Regions from separate parts of the Mus musculus genome. Here region 1 is linked to region 2. The links are chromatin contacts, called in public Hi-C maps. All regions are on one chromosome and are shown on one strand. The core of a region is the stretch at or near the end of the contact, and the rest is flanking DNA. Distances in the headings are between cores, read along the strand shown. Region 1 has its middle 13 kb from the start of Gm33867. Region 2 has its middle 6.9 kb from the start of Gm33758.

The links. A called contact is a pair of places that touch in the nucleus more often than the background predicts.
Region 1: a contact with region 2 is called in a Hi-C map of cortical neurons, with 2.6 times the contacts expected there. The contact joins two enhancer-like sites. A contact is called at or near these places in 8 of 484 Hi-C or Micro-C datasets (bone marrow-derived macrophages, cerebral cortex, cortical neurons and 5 more) and 3 of 115 datasets of contacts at active chromatin or transcription factors (fibro-adipogenic progenitors, heart atrium and neural progenitor cells).

What each region holds. Positions count from the first base shown.
Region 1 is chr3:143,728,541-143,731,765 of GRCm38.p6, forward strand. No RefSeq gene overlaps it. Among named protein-coding and RNA genes, the nearest start is that of Gm33867, 13 kb to the right of the region's middle. Within about 2 kb of position 1,286, at least 8 of the 459 cell types and tissues checked have an H3K27ac peak or open chromatin away from gene starts, as enhancers often do. A contact at or near this core is called in cortical neurons, where this site is marked.
Region 2 is chr3:143,595,238-143,598,435 of GRCm38.p6, forward strand. No RefSeq gene overlaps it. Among named protein-coding and RNA genes, the nearest start is that of Gm33758, 6.9 kb to the right of the region's middle. Within about 2 kb of position 1,889, at least 31 of the 459 cell types and tissues checked have an H3K27ac peak or open chromatin away from gene starts, as enhancers often do. A contact at or near this core is called in cortical neurons, where this site is marked.

The sequences.
Region 1 (3,225 bases), core at 36-2,535, 130 kb after region 2:
TGATGGAAGACAGAGATGTAAACACAAGGATGAGTAGAAATACAGTCTTCCATCTGAATGTACAGGCTCTGCCCCACCAAGCAGTGTTCATCTGGACATTCTATCCTGAACAATAAATACAACTATGTTCATGATATGTATAATATATTAGGTATTACAAAGTAACCCAGAAATCATTTAAAGCATGTGGGTGAGTGGGTGGATATGAGATATGAATAGTCCTATGATATTTTACGTTAGAGACTTGAGCATCCATGGGTCCCAATGCCCTCATGGAGTCATGAAACCAATCCCCTACCCCAAGAGACACCTGGAATCCTGTTTAGGAATAGTAGGATACACTCATCAGTGGCAAAGATGTTCATGACCTAACAAGCATGCTCAAAGTTCAGAGTGGCTGTCACCTGCTGCAGAGTCATTTAGATGCAAGACAAGAAATGAGCAATGGCCAAGGCAGTTCCCATGGGATGTCTGTTGCATGTCCATCTTGGCCATAACAGCTCAGGAGGCTTCTGGACTGCCAACCTCAAACTAGGATCCACCAACAGTTTTGCTATTCTTCTTTAGGTTGGGGGATTAGTTCTATTCTGACTGTGGATATTAATACTTATGTCTCAGAATGTCAGGTAAGTTGATGGCTTTGTTACCAGAAGATAAGAGAATAGCCTAGCCCTGTCCCCTCACCATCAGCAGACTTGTGTGGACAGCCACAAGGATTTGGTTCCTGGTATAACTTATCAGGTCAGGAACTGAGATTTCTCTCTAAGCATTTAATCTCTGTGAGACCAAGCACACTATTCAAAGAAATGTCCCCTCTGAGCCATCCTTTGCCACTAAAGCAGAAAAGGTTTTATTTATTTATTTATTTATTTATTTATTTATTTATTTACTTATTTATTTACTTATTTACTTATCTATCTATCTATCTATATATCTATCTATCTATATATCTATCTATCTATCTTTGCAAGCTACATTCTTACCAGCTTGTCCATCAGAGGATATTTATTTGTTCATTAATTTCTTTTATGAACATTGTACACGTTACACAGTACAGTACCTCCTGATCATTTATAGGCCAGATTTATACCCCGTGACTTGATGGAAGGCACAGTGCAGGATAGCAACTGTCCCTTTCTCTGTGTAAGCAGCCACGGCACGATGTGCAGCATGAGGAGTCTCCTTTTAGACACTGCAATTATCACTTGTCTTATTTATGCATCTCTCTTAACATTGTGTTCCCTTTACAAATACTTTTATTTAAAATGGCACGCAAGGAAACAGTTCAGCATGTCTGAAGTTTGGGGGCTGGGGAAGAGAAAGAAGAAGTAAGCCTCGGACAATTCCATCCGTTAAAAACCACAGTCCACCAAAAAAAAAAAAAAATAATAAAGTTAAATTAGCATTATATTTCCTAATGTCTTGGTACCGTTGTTAGTGCTTACTGTTTCCTAAAGAATATTCAAAAGGTATTTTTTCCAGTAGACCAATTCCTTTTAGGCACACCCTGGAAATGCCTTGCTTATTTTAAATAGGCCCATTATGCTCTCAGACACCTACATAACTAGCAAGTCCAGCCTTAATAAAGTGACTGGGCTGTATGCTTTCCTTGCTCTGTCATTTATTTTGTCTTCTCCAACTCTCCTTTCAAACAATTCACAGTTACCAAAAGATTTATTAAATTCCTCACCCAAGTTTCCCGGAGTAAATGCAAACTGAAATTCTGCCTCTAGCAGAGCAAGAAGCAGTGACTCAAAAGCTGTAGAATTCCTTCTCTTAATTCTTAAATGTTTCCCTTCCTCCGACTCTTTCTGGAGAGATAGGTGAGAAAAGCAATTGCCCCCACTGCTTAAAACATCCCAACTCTGAAACTCAGTCCGTCCCTGTAATTTCAAATCCCAACCCAGTTGCCAGTGCCTGGATTCCAGGCTCTGGGTCTGAGTTCAGAGCTTAAAAATCAGTCACTCTGAATGGCATTTCAGCCAAATGGAAATCGTTTCTTCTTTGGGGGTGGGGATGGGGAGAAAGCTTTCCTGATTTTAGGCTACAGCCTCAGAAGACTGAACAGTCTCAGAAATGAAGCTAGGATGTAGGAGAGAAATTAAAGGAGGTATAATTTTCTCCCGATGTGGTTGGAAGAAGTCAGTGCCCTTCACTGCTTAAGAGAACAAGGCACTTCTGTACCCTGGAAGATTTCTCCAACAGTCCCTAGTTCTGGGTTAAAGGCTTGTGACAGTTTGAATATTAAAGGGTCTCTTGGGTTAGGTAGAAAAGAAGAAAAACCTCCTTTGGGCTCCCCAGCCCCAACTTAAAACTGTCCTTCAAATGATCAAATTGTTTTCAACATCAGGTGGCTTCATGAGCTTCACCTATTATGACTCCAAGGGAGTTATAGCCTCTCTCAGAGTTCGGTGGTTGTTGTAAGTGAGGGCAGTGCTGGAGCCCAAGGCATAGCCAGACATCATCCCACAGCATCTTTGACTCCCCAAGGACAACTTTCAGTCCCAGACCTTGCAAATAAAGGGACCACATTAAAACCCTAAAGAAAAGTGGGAAAGAGCGGCTTTCTCTGGAGCCTTTAGTAACAAGAAGGAACTTAGCACATTTTATAACTCATAAACTTCATCACTATTTACATGATCTCCCACTGCATACTGTTCATTCCATTCCATTCCTTCCTGGGAATCAAAGTAACACAGATCTCTGTGCTCTCATCTTCTGGGTTCCCTAAGCTGCCTTCATCCCATCTATTGACCGGCCTCTATGAAAGGTGACATAGAGAAACACTGTGCCAAGCATTGTTTAGTCTACCTCTGTGTCTTTACAAAGCCAATAGGCCATATATTTATTAAAATCTGCCTGATAGCCTGAAATTGTTTTATCTATATACAGCCATTGATTTGTGTACCTTGAACATGAATTTCTCAGTTCTAAGTTACACTGATGCTGGTAGGTAAAGTGGAATGTTTACAGAAAGATAAAAATGAAGCTGAATACATGAACAAATTCATAGAAATAATATTAAAACCAGTATATCCATTTCATTCGACATTTCTCAAATTCATACTTTTTATAAATATAAATAATTATGATTATATTTATTATAACATAATATTATTCATATGAAAATTGCAAATGCCTACTATTATTGAGAATTATTTTTAAGTTCTGTTTTTTGAGACGGTCTCTCTGGCTGTCTTGGACCTGACTCTATAGAGCAGGTTG
Region 2 (3,198 bases), core at 639-3,138:
AAGGAGATACAAAGACAGGGTGTTTATCTTGCAGATTGTCCCATGGAGACAAAAGTTCACACTGAGTGCCAAGTGAAAAGTCTTAGAACATAGAATGTGGAGAAGGGTTATTTTTGGATTAAACTCCATGTTTTCAGTGGCTTTTCTCCCCCTCTGAGGAAAAAAAAAATAAGATTGAGAGGAATTTCGCAAATGCCAAGACCACTTAATAGCAGAATTACAGCTGACGATAAATGCAGCACTCTTAAAGCTTGTCCTTTCTCTGTTATTAACTTTGTTCTTTTGGTTGTGCCAGAGAAAGCACAAGAGATAGAAATTGGCAGAAATATGGATCTGAAGAACAGAAATTCAACTCAAATGAAAATACCGTGAAAGCCTCTAGTTGAAATAAAGTCTTTTGTTTAATAGCATAACTTTCGCCATCAAGAAAAGGTTTATTTGAATCAAAAGTAGAATTTAGGACGGTGTTATCTAATCATTATTAATTCTGCATGCACAGGGGGAATTTTCTATTTCCAAAGTGGTTCACGATCATTAGTTAATCCACTCAGCATGCTTGGTCTAAATTGTTCTATGCACTTAACAGATAAGAAGGGTTGCATCTGATACACAGGCAGCAGGACACACTGAGTGATGGACTGCTAACCCAGAGCAGGGCCTCATCTTAACCACTCACTTGGTTATTTTACTCTGGGCACCAGGCCTCTACCCACAGCATTTTCAGACAAGGACTCCATTTGTTTGAAGAATAAGCACATATGTTACATAAAATCTCCAACAATCGATTGAAGGCTCCAAATATGGATTTTCCCAGTGACTCTTTTTAATATCAAGTAGTCTCTCAGTTTCCCTTGTGAGTAAAGTACTTCTTTTAAAGGGCTAGTCTTTCTATCAACATGGCTATGAAGAGTCAACATTACAGTAAGGATAGATGTAGACTGCCCAGTGCTGTGTTGTCCAGAGGGTCTCAGTGCCTTGGGATCAATGACTTGGTTCCTTGCTTGCCTTCGCTTCCCAGTCTACCTTCCCCTCCCCCTCTATCCTCTTCCCTCTCATCCCTTCTCCATTTTTTTTCTCATTTCTGTTCCTTTTCCTTGCCTGTCATTTAGGCTGTCAACTACCCTCATCTGTGCTCCCATGTGAAGTTTGCCACTTTCACTTTTCCACTTGGAAAGGGGACTCCCGTAGGCACAGTGCTAGCTGTTCCAGTGTGAGTGGCTCAGACAGGAACCAAATGCCAGTGGCCAGCAGGGCGCTCCACATCTTGCTCAAGTTAAAACTGTGCAGATTCCCTTTGTTTTCATTTGTTTGTACCTACTCTAGCCAAACAAATTAATTTGTGGTTCAGATAATATATGCCATATGTTTAATTAGCTGTTACATGAAGTCTAAGGAGGCTGAGCTTTGAAACCGGATGCTACTTTCTTTCTAGTTTCTTGACTTTTAAAACTCACATTTGGGGGTTGTGTTTATCTGTTTGTTTGTTTAATTCTCCTGATAATAAAATTATCTAGTGGTTTCAATCTTTACATTTTTTTCTTTTAATACTAAAGAATTCATTACTTCTGTAAATTTAATTCAGCCCAAGATGCAAAATATACTTATTCAATAAACAGACACTTAAATGAACTAGAATTAAGGAGTTACCTCTTATTTTTCAATTGTATTTAAGTGTTCATAAATTCCTAGTGAATAGTTTGCTTGGTGAGATTTCTATGTCTTGAAAGATATCTTATTTGTCTTTAATATGTTTTGTTGCTGTCAAAAAAAAAATCAGTACTGGAGAAAATTTGATCTACTCCTAGAAACGATGTCTTCTGAAATGCCTCCACAGAGGACATGATGAGTCACTATGGCGTCAGGAGAAGACATGACGAAGCCCAGGCTTCTCTGATGGTGCCAGTGCTTGCCTCTGCAGTGAGAAAGCATTCAGGTTACATGGAGTGATAATCTGGCTGGAGGAAGGGAGCCGGCTAAGTCTGCCTGGAATGTCTGGCTGCCGGTTGGCAGACGGAGCCCTTTTTTCACCTTGAATCTGCCAGGCTAAGGATGCTTTCATGGTAATTTTCCGATGTCTTCCTTGATCAGTAGACTGCAGCATTTTATCATTCTGCAGATTTTGTTTTCTTCATGGGCTATTACGTCCACTGAACTGCACTTAACATCTATTAGCTTAGGTCTCCAGAAGATCAAAGTCCCTCTGTAGCTGATTATTCTGCTCTTTGCAATTTGTGTCTCTCCCTCGCCCTGCCCCTCCCCACCAATCCAGGGGCCTTGCACGTTTAGAGATTAGCTTTCAGTGGCTTCTCCTAAACAATTTATAGACATAAAAGCATCATAAAGAGGACTCCGTGCCTCTAGAAAGAAAACAAGACTGAAAAAAAAAGTGAAGAGAGCAACGGAGATTCTGTAATGTTTCTGTCTCAATATGAATCTTTTAAAACTCATGCTTCACTATATGTTTTGAAGTGGGATGCGTGAGGGAGACAGGAAGAAGTGCAGTTCCCATAGAGATCCATTCCTTTCCCTAAAGCACTCACTGTGTTGCTTCCTTTTCTTGCAAAGCCGATCCTGTCTCCCACATTTTAGCTGACCCCATTTGCATTGCTTTTCGGGGGAACCTGGTCACAGTGCCAGTGTCCCCTTCTTCTTAAGGGGCACTGCTAACCTTAATGACTGGCTTCTGGTGGAGGATTGGTTTTCATTTCATTCTGAGTCCTTAGTAACTAACAATCGTCCTCTAAATTTGCTCCCAAGGCTGTGATGGACCAAAGATGCTGTCAGAGTTTGATCCTGTCTCAACAGCAGACCAGACCCTGTCCTGACAGGGCTTTTGCACCAGCCCTATAAGGAATACTTTTAGAGACTGTATAAGAGGCCCACTGTAGTCTGTCAGCACTTGTGAAAAGTGTGCTTGTGAGTTGAGACAGACATTAGAAACTCAAACTAAAGCTAACAACTGAAAACAAACGAACAAACAAAATATGCTGAAGTTTAGGAAGATTTCGATCTGGAAGGACTATTGAAATAAAGGCCTGGGACCTTTACCCCCAACCTCGAAAGATATATCCAAGGAACTATTTACAGTATAATGACTCCAAGAACCCATAGCAAGAAGAAGGAGGAAATGGAGGAAGGACAGGAGGAAGGGGGAGAGAGAGGAGAGAGATTCCCAAACAGAATCTGTTCAGATCACGG